2 separate regions of the Mus musculus genome follow, and region 2 is linked to region 1. A link is a contact called in public Micro-C data. All regions are on one chromosome and are shown on one strand. Each heading gives the region's core, a stretch centred on a gene start, on an enhancer-like site or on the middle of the called end of the contact. The rest is flanking DNA. Distances are from core to core; before and after follow the strand shown. Region 1 overlaps Ank3 (ankyrin 3, epithelial). Region 2 overlaps Ank3 (ankyrin 3, epithelial).

Evidence for each region. A called contact is a pair of places that touch in the nucleus more often than the background predicts.
Region 2: a Micro-C map of MC3T3-E1-derived osteoblasts shows a contact between it and region 1, with 2.2 times the contacts expected there. The contact joins two enhancer-like sites. A contact is called at or near these places in 1 of 39 promoter capture datasets (the 3T3-L1 cell line), 1 of 15 datasets of contacts at CTCF or cohesin (the NIH/3T3 cell line), 12 of 484 Hi-C or Micro-C datasets (the 3T3-L1 cell line, the C3H10T1/2 cell line, MC3T3-E1-derived osteoblasts and 6 more) and 2 of 115 datasets of contacts at active chromatin or transcription factors (differentiating embryonic stem cells and neural progenitor cells).

The regions. Positions count from the first base shown.
Region 1 is chr10:69,660,122-69,666,695 of GRCm38.p6, reverse strand. The region is part of intron 1 of Ank3 (ankyrin 3, epithelial); the gene reads right to left. Among named protein-coding and RNA genes, the nearest start is that of Gm33464, 100 kb to the right of the region's middle. Within about 2 kb of position 4,150, at least 29 of the 459 cell types and tissues checked have an H3K27ac peak or open chromatin away from gene starts, as enhancers often do.
Region 2 is chr10:69,738,289-69,745,689 of GRCm38.p6, reverse strand. The region is part of intron 1 of Ank3 (ankyrin 3, epithelial); the gene reads right to left. Among named protein-coding and RNA genes, the nearest start is that of Gm33416, 120 kb to the left of the region's middle. Within about 2 kb of position 1,274, at least 57 of the 459 cell types and tissues checked have an H3K27ac peak or open chromatin away from gene starts, as enhancers often do.

The DNA.
Region 1 (6,574 bases), core at 2,901-5,400:
GTAAGTCTAGACAGTGACAGCTTCACAGTCATTTATGGAGACCCTCAACACTCTGTTTGTAGGGCTGGGGAGATAGCCTATTCAATAGAATGCTTGCCACACAAGAACAGGTTGCTGAATTTAGGTCTTCAACACTGCTTTAAAGAAAAGGGGGTGGGGGTGTTGGGTAGACAGCAATAATGTCCATGAGAAGTCAGGACAGGAGGATCTCTGGGGCTCGCTGAGCAGCCAGCCTAGCTTATCCATGGTCTCAAGGTCAGGCGAGATGCCTTTTCTCAAAACTAAGGTGGGGAGCAATTGAAGAAGACACCAAGCATCAAACTGCAGGCACACAGCTCCCACACATACATGCATAGGCATAAAAATGTGCACATTGATTCAACACATACACACAGACATGTGCATCTTCATATAACACACATGTACACAATCCACCAATCAAAATGAAACACTGTTTGGGCCATCACTGGATTAGAGAAGCACACCAAAAAGCAAGGGGCAAGCCATGGGGTCATCCAGAACACAGCCAAGCACAGAACAGTCCAACAAACAGGCTGGAGAGATGGCTCAGTGGTTAAACGTATTGAGCATGAGTTCAATTCCCAGCACCTACATGGCAGCTTACAACTATCTGTATCTCCAGTTCTAGGGTCTCTGACACCTTTACACAGACAAACATGCAGACAAAACCCCAGTGTACATTTAAAAAAAAAAAAGCCATTGCTAGACTCTAAGATTATTGTCAGCAGGGCATACAGCTAGCTCTTAAACTTCTAGTGTGTAGCATTTTGCTTTTGTGCTAAGTAAGCTGTAAAAGGCTGTTTAGCTAAGACACGCCAACATAAGCTATTCCCTGTGCTGTTGAGAGTGCCTTCGCGGCTCCCTCTCACTTGGACACCATTTCCTCAAGTCTCACAGTAAGAAAAATGATCACCCAGAGAGCAATGTCTTACAACCCCACAAGACCCCAAACCACCATGGCTACTGAAGTGATCTAAGACTCCATACAGAATGCTGAATTGTTATGTCAACTTGCCACAGCCTATAATCATAAGAAAAGAGAGTCTCTATTGAGGAATTATCTAGATCAGGTTGGCCTGGGGGCATGTCTGTGGGAGACTATCTCCGTTACTAATTGATGTGAGAAGTCTTGGTCCATTGTCACCAGCTCCATTTTGTTAGCAGGAGTTCTTGAATGAGGGAGAAAAGCTAAAACCAAGAGATAGGAGACAGCTAGGACTGAGTGAGAGCCTTCTCCCTGGTCTCCCTGTGCTAGCTGCCTCTGTTTCCTGCCTTGACATCATTACAATTTTCTGACCAATGCATCTGCCTAGCATCCTTGCTGATGTCTTGCAAATTAGGTTCACAATACCCGCCTAAGGACTCATGTCCAAGGCTGGTCCCATCCTATGTCACCATTAAGAGACTGGGGGGAAGTTGTGGGAAGGGTGTCACTACTGTATTGGAAGCCTGCCCCTGAAAGGAACTGCGGGGTCCAGGTCTCTCCCTCTTTTTAATTTTGCTTTCTAGTCATCAGGCAGCAAGCCAGGACACTAACCCAGACCCTTTTTACACTCTTACTTCCTGACACCCGGATCTTCCTTTTCCCAGGCTTCCTAGCAACAGGGCCACCTGAGCCGGGACTGAAATCTCTGAAGCTATAAACCATCATGAACCACTTTGCTTTTTAAGTTAGTTATCCAAGCCAGGTGTGGTGGCGCACGCCTTTAATCCCAGCACTTGGGAGGCAGAGGCAGGCGATTTTCCAAGTTTGAGGCCAGCCTGGTCTACAAAGTGAGTTCCAGGACAGCCAGGGCTACACAGAGAAACCCTGTCTCAAAAAACAAAAACAAACAAACAAACAAATAAACAAAAAGTTATCTAAGTTATTTGACCATATCAGATCGACTTTTTGTAACAAAATGGCTTGGTTTTTTGTTTTTGTTTTTTTTAAAGAGAAACTTCATATGATTTATAGAATTTTTTTTTTAATCTGCACAGAAGTACCACTTATTCTGTGTGGGGTAAATTTTTTTTTTTACCCCTTATTGCTATCAAGTAAGACATTTTCCTTTGAGGTAAATAAAATTTGGGGCTAGGGACTTGATCCTCATGCATGCCAGGAAAGCACTGTGTCCACCGACCCACATACCTGACCCCATAAGTAGGGTAAATTTAGGGGTGAAAAGAAGATGACCAGTCAAGGCTTCGGAATAGTGGAGCACTGACTTGGGGAGACAGTTCCTGGCTTCCATGTTGGCTTAATTTCCTTTTAACCCTCTTCCTCTTCTTCCTCCTCCTCAGACTTATTTTAACATGTGTCAGTGAGTGTGTTTGTCTGCCAACGGAAGTCAGAAGAAGGAAATTGGGTCCCTGGAGCTGGAGTTACAGGTAGCAGTTAGTTATCTAACATGGGCGCTAGGAACCCAAGTCTGGTCCTTTCGAAGAGCAGCCAACACCCTTAGTGGCCGAGTCAGCTCACCAGCCTGTTCGGTTAGAAATCACTCAGCCTGTCATAGCTCAGGTGCTTTCTCTATAAATCAAAACCAGCTACAACTGCATGCCCTATGTCCATCACATGAGGGCTGTGGGTTCAAGTAAGATAGTAGATGTGAAGTTTCTTTGCAGAATAAGAAGAGGTCTGTGTGCAAGCATGCTATCAGCAGCATTATTTAAATTTATCACTTCTGCATTAAAACATGGTATGAAGTATATCTTGAAAATACTGTGATGACCTCAATTTTCTTTTATTAATTAAATTTCACTTTATGTGAATGCATGTTTGCTTGCGCGCACATGTGTGTGTGTGTGTGTGTGTGTGTGTGTGTGTGTGTAGCATTTGAATGTCTATCGCCCTCAGAGGTCAGAGGTGGGTGCTAGATCCCATGAAAATGGACTCAGGTGATTGTAAGCTGCCATGTAAGTGCTAGGAATTAAACCCAGGTCCTCAGGAAAAGCCATAAGTGTTCCTAACCTCTGAGTCACCTCTCTAGCCCACCCTTACACTTCATGACAAGACAAAATGGATTTACTTTTATTTATGAATATTTGTCCTGATTTCAGCACCACAAAAATTGGATAATTGAAACATGAATCAGATTTTCATGTACATATGAAAGCCTGTATAATAGCCTATATGTGATATATGTATATACAGTATGTACCTTGTATATACAGTATGAGAGCAACTGTCTAATGACAGTACTGTTGGACACAGTATGTAGTCAACCTTTGAGCAGTGCACATGAACTCCCTAGTCAGGGAGTATCGTGAATACAAACAAAGGAAAAATGTATAATGCTATCAAATTCCATATTGTGTTTAGTTCTTGTTTCTTTTTAATGCTTTACATTTTAAAAAAGTCCTTAATCTTTTTTTTTTTTTTTTTTTTTTTTTGCAGTCCAGTCATTATCCCCTTCCAGGTCTGCCCTCTGACAGTCCCCCCACACTTGCCTCAAAACCTCTCCCCCAACCCCCCAACCCCTGTTCCAAGAGTATCTCCCCACACACCCACACCCATCCCACACCCTGCCAGGCCTCCCCACTCCCTGAGGCCGCAAATTTCTCGAGGGTTAGGTGCATTTTCTCTCACTGAGGCCTAACCAGTCAGTCCTCTGCTGTATATGTGGCCTCGGACCTGCTAGTTTATGGTGTCTGGTTGGTGGCTCAGTGTCTGAGAGATCTCGGGAGTCCAGATTAGTTGAGACTGTTGGTCTTCCTATAGGGTCACCCTCCTCAGCTTCTTCCAGCTTTTCCCCCAATTCAACCACAGGGGTCCCCGCTTCTGTCCATTGGTTGGGTGCTAGTATCTGTATTTGTCTCTGTCTGTGTTTATTTCTTTTTTGTTTTGTTTTGTTTTTGTTTTTGTTTTTTGGGTTTTTGAGACAGGGTTTCTCTGTGTAGCCCTGGCTGTCCTGGAACTCACTCTGTAGACCAGGCTGGCCTGGAACTCAGAAATCCACCTGCCTTTGCCTCCCAAGTGCTGGGATCAAAGACGTGCGCCACCACTGCCCGCTCTGTGTTTGTTTCTTAAGAGCTCGGATTCAGTTTACCCTCAATCTCTAGATCAGGAAACAATCTCTTCCAGAGGAGAAGGAGTGCCACATTCTTTGGAAAGCCTCCTCAGATCAGTTGCTGGCTTTCCTGCACTGCCCCCTTGTGGAACAGTTGAGCAAAACAGCCAGACTCATAATGCAACCTGGGACTGTGTCCAGCCTGAGACAAAGCCTTAGATGCCCCTAGTACAGCTCCAACCTTTACAAAAAAGCTCCAGTGGAAAGGATTCAGAATTCATCCGCCTGCAACGACTCTGGCAGAGCGTTCTCCACCTCCAGAAGTCACTAGTGTTCCAGCTTTGATTCGTGCAAACATGCGTTCCAGGTGAACCTCTGTTCTTTTCGGGGCATGTTTACTTTAAAACAGCATTGAGTGTAAAGCTCCCCCCAAAGAAACCAAAGCATCTGAGAGATTCGTAGGTCACCAGCGGCACCTATTCCTTTCTCGGCGGGAGGAGGGACCCCTTGTCTGCTCCCATCATATGGACCAGCAGAGGCGCAGGGTTCATTGCTCACACCCATGTGTGTCTTGGTTGCTAACTGATATAGGCAAGCTTTGGGGGGAAATGTCGTCCCTAGGCAGGTGCTATGGGGCTGAATGAGAGAGTTAATAATGAATGCTTGAGCAAGTAAGCTAGCAAGCAGGGTTCCTCACAGTTTCTGCCCTCACTTCGAGACGGACTCTGAGCTGGAAGCGTCAGCCTAAGTTTCCTCTTCTGATCACGGGGTTTGTCACAGGCACAGCAAGAAAATGTGAACAGCTGCTAAGATTAAAAAAAAAAGGTTTATTTATTTATTTATTTATTTATTTATTTATTTATTTATTGTATTTATATGAGTACACTGTCACTGTCCTCAGATGCACCAGAAGAGGGCATCAGATCCCATTACAGATGGTTGTGAGCCACCACGTGGTTGCTGGGAATGGAACTCAGGTCCTCTGGAAGAGCAGTCAGTGCTCTTAACCACTGAGCCCCAGGTTCTAAGACTTTTAAAGACAATTGAAGATAAAAGAAATTCCATGGGCTGGTGAGATGGCTCAGTGGGTAAGAGCACCCGACTGCTCTTCCGAAGGTCCAGAGTTCAAATCCCAGCAACCACATGGTGGCTCACAACCATCCGTAACAAGATCTGACTCCCTCTTCTGGTGTGTCTGAAGACAGCTACAGTGTACTTACATATAATAATAAATAAATCTTTAAAAAAAAAAAAAAAGAAATTCCATGCCAGACAGATGATTTCCAGATAGGTCTCTTAGTCGGTAGACGACCTTGTCACTTGATAGCAGCCCTGGGTGCACATGGATCTATGTCTTTGATAACTCCTATTTTTGATGTTGCATCAAGTCCAATCAGACTGTGCAACCACTGTGGTGAATAAAGAATTATCTTGCTACCTTGCTACCGGTCTCAGCTCCATCCAGACAGTTGCAGCCGCACTGGGGGGCAGAATACCCAGCATGCACCACCGTCAGCTGAATCCCTCTCCTGTGACAGACTTTGTACAGTTTTCTTTCCCTCCCCTGAACACTTTCTGGCCTATAAAACCTCTGTTTCACGGAACCAAAGCCACCCTAAAGCACACATGCTGTCAGAATTCACTAATATTGTATGCACGTGGCTAGACGCCAACACAATCCCAATTTGTGTTAGTATCAGTAGATGTCCCCAAAAGGAGTCAGATTCCCCGGGAATCTGGCATTGGCCTGATAACCAATGGCGATTGAGTGCCGTGTTTTAAGAAACAATTGAAACCGGAAACCCACCTGGCAGTGGTGGGCAGGGCACTGACTGGGATGGCATGAGCCAACTGAGTTCTTTAAAGACAGACAAGAGATGACATTCGGGATGTCCTCATTTAGCTAAAGAGTTGCTTGCCAGGCTGGTGAGATGGCTCAGTGGGTAAGAGCACCCGACTGCTCTTCCGAAGGTCCAGAGTTCAAATCCCAGCAACCACATGGTGGCTCACAACCATCCGTAACGAGATCTGACTCCCTCTTCTGGAGTGTCTGAAGACAGCTACAATGTACTTACATATAATAAATAAATAAATCTTTAAAAAAAAAAGATTAAAAAAAAAAAAGAGTTGCTTGCCCAAGGAACTGGAATTGTTGCACAGGGGAGGAGGGGTCGGGGACAGATGCTTCAGGGATCTCGAACTCAAATTTGATAGGAAGGTATCTAGTCTTGCCCTAAGGATAGGCTCAACAACTGCTCTTGCATAAAATAGTGTGGCTTGGTACTCCCACAAAATGCATGTGACTGTCTAGGGCTGGGGTTCTCAACCTGTGGGTTATGACCCTTCTGTCAAACGTCTATCTCCAAAAGTATTTATATTATGATTCATAACAGTAGCAGAATTACTGTTATGAAGTAGCGACAAATACAATGTTACAGTTGGGGGATCACCACAACACGAGGAAGTATACTAAAGGGTTGTGGCATTAGGAAGGTTGAGAACCAATGGTCTAGGGAGTCACTCTTGCCAGCTGTTTGCATGTATTTCAAGGATAAGGTGCA
Region 2 (7,401 bases), core at 25-2,524, 82 kb before region 1:
GAGAAGGGCCTGGTATTTTATTTTATTTTATTTTATTTTATTTTATTTTATTTTATTTTATATTTTTAGTGCAGTGTCCCAGTCAGTTGTCACCTTGACATAAGCTAGAGTCATCTAGAAAGATGGAACCTCAATTGAGAGATTTCCTGTGGGGAAATTTGTGGAGCACTTTCTTGATTAAGGACATCACTCCTGGGCAGATAGTCCAGGGTGGTATAAGTAAGCAAACTGCATGAGCCCTGGAGAACAAACCAGGAAGCAGTGTTCCCCTATAGTTTCCGCTGCCGTGTCTGCTCCTAGGTTCCTGCCCTGTTAGAGTTCCTGCCTTGGCTTCCCTCAATGATGGACTGCAAACCTTTTCACCAAATGTTGCTTTTGGTCGTGGTCTTTATTATAGTGACAGAAAGCAAGCTAGGGCAAGCAGGGAGGGGACATAGGAGACTAGGAACACAGGAGGAATCGCAACAACATCGCCAAAAAAGAGTCATGACTTCAAAGGCCTGTGCTTTGAAGCCTCCAGACAAGGCCAAGCTGCTCACTCTTGCCCAGCACTAGCAACATGGGAGATATGTGATGCTACAATTCAGGAAGATGTTCTGACTGCACGTCAGTCTTATTGTGATCAAAGATACAGGAAGACAGGCAAACGGGAAGGGAGACTTCAGTGTGAGGAGTGCAGATGAGGCACAAGCACTGTCTCCCGCAGGACCACAGCAGACAGGAGGCATGGAGTTCTGCAGTGTCAGCACAGGGACAAAGATATGATGGTGTGTCCCTACCATTGCCCATTTGGGTTCCCTGTATCCTTCCATGCTTTATTGGGGCTACTGACCTGGCAGGCTCCAGGAGGAATAATGTAGCTCCAATTACTTAAGCTGCTCTCCAAGTTTCAGAGCGAAAAATCCCCCCAATTCACTTGGGTAAAGCTGGACAATGCCACACAGAGGCCACAGAGCTTGGCCTCGACTGTTTTCCTATGAGTGACTGGAGTTTATATAATGGCCAGGGCAGGGCCCGCATCTCCTGGTTCAGGGGAAAACCAGGAGCATAAACGTTTCCCTCTAAGAGTTCCATGGAAGGATTCAGACTGAGAAGGTTCCGTCCTGGGGCAATTGTCAGAAAAAGAAAGGAGGAGAGAGCAGAGTCCTTGGCTCTTCTGCCTCCCCCATTCCCCTCCCCCGAATCTGCCAATAACCAGTAAATAACTCCCCAGATGCACGCTGATGGCAGCCACTCAGAATGTACATCTGCTGTGTTCACGGGACTCATTTTGTCATAGGATTGCCAAATGCAGAATTATTCACCCCAGTGAATTATTCACAGTCATACAGCACTCCATCCAGGGGCAGAAGCGTGTGGGAAGGTCCCTCTGGGAGGTGAGAAAATAAAATGACACATGTTTGCATTATTTGCATCCCGGTCAAAGTGCTCAGCTCAGCTCAGCTGAACAGCAGTGTCTCGGGAAGAAACTGTAGGCTCGGATAAAGAAATGAGCACCAACCACGGAAGTTCTGGTGAATGAGACCCAGGGACCTTAAGAGAGCACTGAGCAGCCACAGGGGGCGGAGGATGAACTGTCAGCAGCCTCAAGGTCTCATGGGATTGTCCTAGAAGTGTATGTGTGTCGGGGAGGGGGCTGTGGAAAGGTATGTTTCCAGAGTTTCAAAATTGGTTTCTGATAGGGTTACAAAACTAAGAGCTCAACTGACAACACATGAAAGTTCTTCCAAAATGCGTTTAAGATTAAAAGTGTGTCCCATGTCAAGGTAAAATGTGGGTACATTATGGTCATTTATTTCTTCTCCTGCTCATTTGAACTGTGAATTACAATTAGTCACAAATTTTAAAGGAAGTCTGAAAAGGACAATTCCCATAATAAAGTCTTACTGAAAGCTTTGCTTTTGGAAGCCAGAAAGGAGCAGGGAGGGAGGAATGGGCGGAAAGAGGAACAGTTAAAAGCGAAAGACAGAGAGGATGTCTAGACTGGCTAGGGACATCACCAACTCTTAGGTCAAGTTCCCAGCACACACAGATGAGGTGACTATTGCCACCCTCGGAGGAGAGTGCATTTCCCCCTCCCCCATCACAATTCCAAATGAAGAGCACCCGGGACCTATTAACAAGTAGGAGATATAAGTGAGCAAACAAACCATTTTCTTTTCTGAGTCTAGCAAGCTTTCTAAGACTCTAGGACGGCCATGACTGCTCTTCTGTACATGTATGGTGAGTTAAATGATGCTTTGGTTGGACTAATCCTACTGGACTCTCAGTAGACAGAGAAGGAAAGACAGGGAAAGAGGAAAAGAGGAAGAGCAGATGAACAAAGGAGCCTGAAATGGTAACTTTGTGTTTTCAAATAGTAGATCTGTGTTCCTGTATCTCTCAGAGCATTTGCTTTCAGAAGCTCTGAGTATACCACTATCTTCCTTTGGCTTCTCATATTGCTTTGTATCCATAGGACCTTGTGACAGAGTCTCATCCTTTCATCACATGTTTTGTATAAGTCTGGGTTGTCTGAGAGTGAACCTCTGTGGGACTAAGATCTGTGGCCCATTGCACCAGCCTGGCAGACTGAGGACAGAGCCATATCTCTCCCAAGAAGGAAAAAGCAAGGAGCAGTTGGTAACCATTGAACACCAAGGCCAGGAGGTCAGAAATTCAGAAGGAAATTCAACCTCAGGAACACTGTCTCAGTCTGCAGGCCCTTCTCATCAAGTACAGAGTACCCTCCATACGCACAGACCCTTAGGGTCTCCTGTAGGTAGGTGTGAGCCATAGGGCCAGGAGAGCCATATGAATAATAACCATCCTGAATTCTGTCAGTGACCAGCACGGAAGAGCTGTGCTTGGCTTCTGTGTCTCCATGACGTCATGGAGACAGTGTTGTCTCCACAGAGCACTGCCACAATGTATCAAGGTCTTAAACAGCTCATTCCTCCCCCACCCCCTCCCCGGCCTGGTCCACCTCCTATGATACAGTCAGCTAGATGAGTCCCCAGCATGCTTTGTGAATTGCTGACTGTTCCATGAGTATGAAAAGACAGGGTTGAGGTTGATGCTCTTCTCTTTCCTCAACCCCTGCTGGCTAAGACAGATGCTATACTTGTTGCAAGAAATGAGAGAGAAGATTTGAAGACCCTGTATGTAGGGCTGAGGACTTCAGGCCCTGCAGATTATCTCACTGGAGTTATGGCTTTCGAGAAAAGGCACACGCGCTTGCTCTTCTAGGTAGGGAATTTTCATCGCCACAGAACCTCATCTGTCTTATCTTCAGACACAAACGCACATGGGATTGGATCGATTTGATAAGATTTGGTAAATTCTTAATAGGAAATAATAAGTGGAATCAATATTATTTTCACACTGCTTTCCAAATCTGGCAGAACTAACAACTGCAGTCAGGCAAATCTTCACACCATTTTGCTTGCAAATCCCCCAAATAAAGAACTTTAAAGATGCCTTAAAAATAGCCCTTGCCCTAGTTTTCTTAGCTCTTGCTTAGACACTGTTTAAGGAAAAGGACTAGAATGTAAGCTGGGTGTCTAATGTTAATTTTTCCCCTCTTGTCCTAGTCACAAAAAAAAAAAAAAAAAGAGATCCCTTAGCATCTCCTCAAAATTGTGGTGGTATAAAAAGTGTAGTGGCCATGTATAATCTGAGCTTATGGATCTTCCATTAAAAACATTCTTCCTTTTGATTTATACCTAAGGCACAGATGGCTTTCTGTTTTCCCAAAAGAGAATTCTACCTTCAACATTTCTATTAAGGAAACAGCCCCGAATCTGAAATTCTTCACGACTGATTCTACAACAATGGCCCTTTTTACTTTTACTTTTGGCTTCATGTAAACACAGATTACAAATTCTCTTTATAGAATATGCCTTGGTGATTTAAAAATTATATATGGACAAACGACTAGTGCTTCTTCTTCAGGAAGACATTGAATGGTACAGCAGGAGGCCTGGAGGACCAAGAAGAGTCGGGGCCTGGACTACAAAGGCAAGAAGCTCAGTAAAAGAAAACCCTTGAGAAGAAGTCAACATTACTGGGCACTATTCGCAGCTAAGTAGTAACGGACCTGCCTGGCATGGGAGGCTTCACTTCTAATGCCACCACTACAGACAGACATGTACTTTTATCTGTAGGGGAAGCTATGTACCCAGGAGCACAGGTGCCCATAGAGGCCAGAAGAGGGCAAGAGGTCTCTGGATCCTGATTGGTGAGCAGCCAAGTGGCTAGCCCTGGTCTGGTTTTCAAGAAACACAGATGGGAAAAATGGAGCCTGGGATAGCACGAGGACCTTCTTCCCTCAGCCCCTGGATTGATTTAGTCTCTGGGAGGGACCTGATGGCAAGGACACAGTGAGGAGAAGACAAAAGTTTAAAACACTGAAGGCTCTATCATCAATATCTCTGAACACCTTAAAGCTTTGGCCTCCAAGGCAATGCACAATGTTCTCCTGAGCATGGATTGCAGGTACGCGCTGGACCACTCGAAACACTTGTCTCTCAGCTCCTTTCTGAATCTGACTAAACTTAGGACCTACTCACTGTCTGGAAGCTTCCAAGGGAGTCCCACACTTCAGACAAAAGCATCAATGTGAAGACAGTGTGGGTCTCATTCTGCCTTTTACTTCGTCCCTTTGTCTTCTCTTGTCTCGATCCTAGTCCCCCCTCTTCCCCAAAAGGGCATAGAAGACACAAAAACAGATATTCCAAGGTGTTTTTCAGAATACCTTAAAGTGGATGTTGAGGCAGGAGCCTTTAACGTTTCTCCAAGCCAATAACCAGTAATATTGACGTAAAAAAAAAATCTAAAAAGTTAAAAAAGAAAACATGCTTGTCTATTAACGGGAAGCATGTAAATGAGAATTGAGAGACGGTCAAAAGAATGGTCTAGACCATAGTGTCTGCTGACCTCCCGGTCATCCACTGTCTCACACGTGTCATAGACAAAATGCTGCTCTTCACTGTCATAGCCCAAGTAACACAGGAAAATGCACTGCAAATACACATATATAGTGTATGGATCACTACGACTCTTTGGGACTTAGCTGTTGCATTTCCACACGGGACTCAGTCCATAAATATGTATATGTGCAGCATCAGCATTCTGGATGTTGAGCAGATGACCAGAGCAGGTATCTCCCAGCGAGCCCACACGTCAGGAAGCTGACAGGCAGTTCTCTTAAGAAACCTCTGTCCATTCTTCATTCCCAGTGGTTGGGAAGCATGAGGAGGCCTGTGCTTTGATTCAGCTAGCCACTCTGAACTCTAGGCGATCCCCATGAGCGATCCCACTCTGCTCTAAGTTCTAGCATCACAACTCCTCATTTGGTATAAAGTCTGCCCTTAGTCTTTAATCATAGCATCCCTTGGGGGGGGGGGGAGCTGCTGAGTGTGTTTAAATAAAGCTCCCTGAATCTGGTCATTTGAACAATTTCAGAGAAAGGTAGGTGGGCAAAGACACTTCCCAGTATTTAGCATAAATATTGAATAGGGCCTCAACAGGGTTGAAAAGATTTTATAAAATCTCCCCAGTGAACTTGCTTTCCAGAGCAAGGAAGACAATGTTACAGTGTTGCAATGTTACAGTGTTGCAATGTTACAGTGTTACAATGCTACAGTGTTACAATGTTACAGCATTACAGTGTTACAATGTTACCCTCTCCTCACCCTCCAAAGCCTCCATGCCTCATTTCCATCTGCCTCCCACTCATCATGGTTTCCCATGGGATGAGATGAGTTCTACTTCATCTTCAGACCACTCAGCAACTTCTAGAACCAGCTTCAGGCACTCTGCTCTTTCTGCGATGGAAGGCATGCCCCTGTTGACACTGAGGATAACCCTTCTATGAGAGCATCAGTTGCTTACACCATGCAGGCTTCTCCTGCCTCAAGAACTCATTGTCTACCATTATCCTGTCTCTCCTTTGAGGCCCCAGCCTCTTGTTCACTGTTGTGCCTGTGGTTTCAAAGCCATGTGGTGATCGCATACTTGTGTCAACAGGATTGGTCATAGGAGTCAGGCTGGTGACTGGAGTTCTTCAGACTAGTCTCCCCCCCCCCCCACCTCCCCGCCGCCGCCCCAGCACCATCAGTTTGTCAAGTTTGATGGAGACCTGATGACATCAGAAGCCTCAGGAACTGGAGAGTAGGGAAAGCCTCAAATGGAAAGAAAGGTCACAATGGTTCCTGTGTGACAAGTTTAACTGTAGATATATACTAATCCACATCATGGAATGCATTCTTTCTTCTTTTTTTCTAAGAGGGAGAGGGCAAGAAAATAAGAAAGATGGACAGAAAGAGAGAGGGAGAGAGAAGACAGAAAGAGACACAGAGACAGAGAGAGAATGTGTGTGTGTACATGTGTGCTTATGTGGAGACCCAAGGATTCTGTCAGGAATCTTTCTCAATTGCTCTTCCATCTTGTTCAATGAGGCAGGATGTCTCAATCAAATCCAGATGTCACCAATATGGCTAGTGTTTCTAGCCAGTTCCAGGGATCCTGTCTCCTTGTCCCAGGCTGGAACTGTAGACTAGCTACCCCTCCCACCCAGCATTTATATGGGTACCAGAAATCCTAACTCTGGTCATTTTGCCTGTGCTAAGCAATCTTCCCAGCCTGTGACCCAAATTCTTCACCTCTGCCTTTCATTTTATTAGTGTGATTTATGCTTTGTTGACACTGGGGTTAACAGAGACTCTAGTACTTCTTTCTAAAACTCTGACCCGCCATCTGGAATTCTTTCCAGGCTTCTTAACAATGACAAGGAAAGAAGAAAAAAGAAAAAGTTAAACTAGCTATTTCTGGAAAAGTCTAAGATTCCCGAGTTTTCCAGCTGACAGAGGGCTTTGACATTACATTTTCAAGTCTCCTTGCGCCACCTTCTGTGTGCATGGCTGCGTGGGAGGGGAGATAGAACTGCTGGATTCGTGTTCTGATTGAGATCTTAAGGGAATAGGTGTTGGTCCAACTTCACTGCAACTATTGCTTTATTCTAGAGAGACTGACTGACAAGAGCATCCTGCTAAGACAGCAAGAAATTTAACAAAGACCAGACCGTGACATTTGTTTCATTTTGTTTCAATTTCCTCGACTCCTTTTTTGGTGGCAGGAGATCCAAGGAACCAGGCATCAGAACCGCCTCTCGAAGGAAAATCACTTTCATCTTTCAATTTACTATTGTGGAGCTTTATCTAAAAAAGAGAAACTCAATTACGTTTTGGGATTTCTGTGTATGATATAGCCATAAAAGAAAAATCAGGGAAAGAAAAAAGAAAGAAAAGGCTGAGATCTATGGAAAATGATCAGTGGTTCTTTCTACGCAAGGTCAGTGAAAATGAAAATCACCCTAGGTAAACTAGTATGAACCGGAGCCCAGACACAGCTAACTTTTGA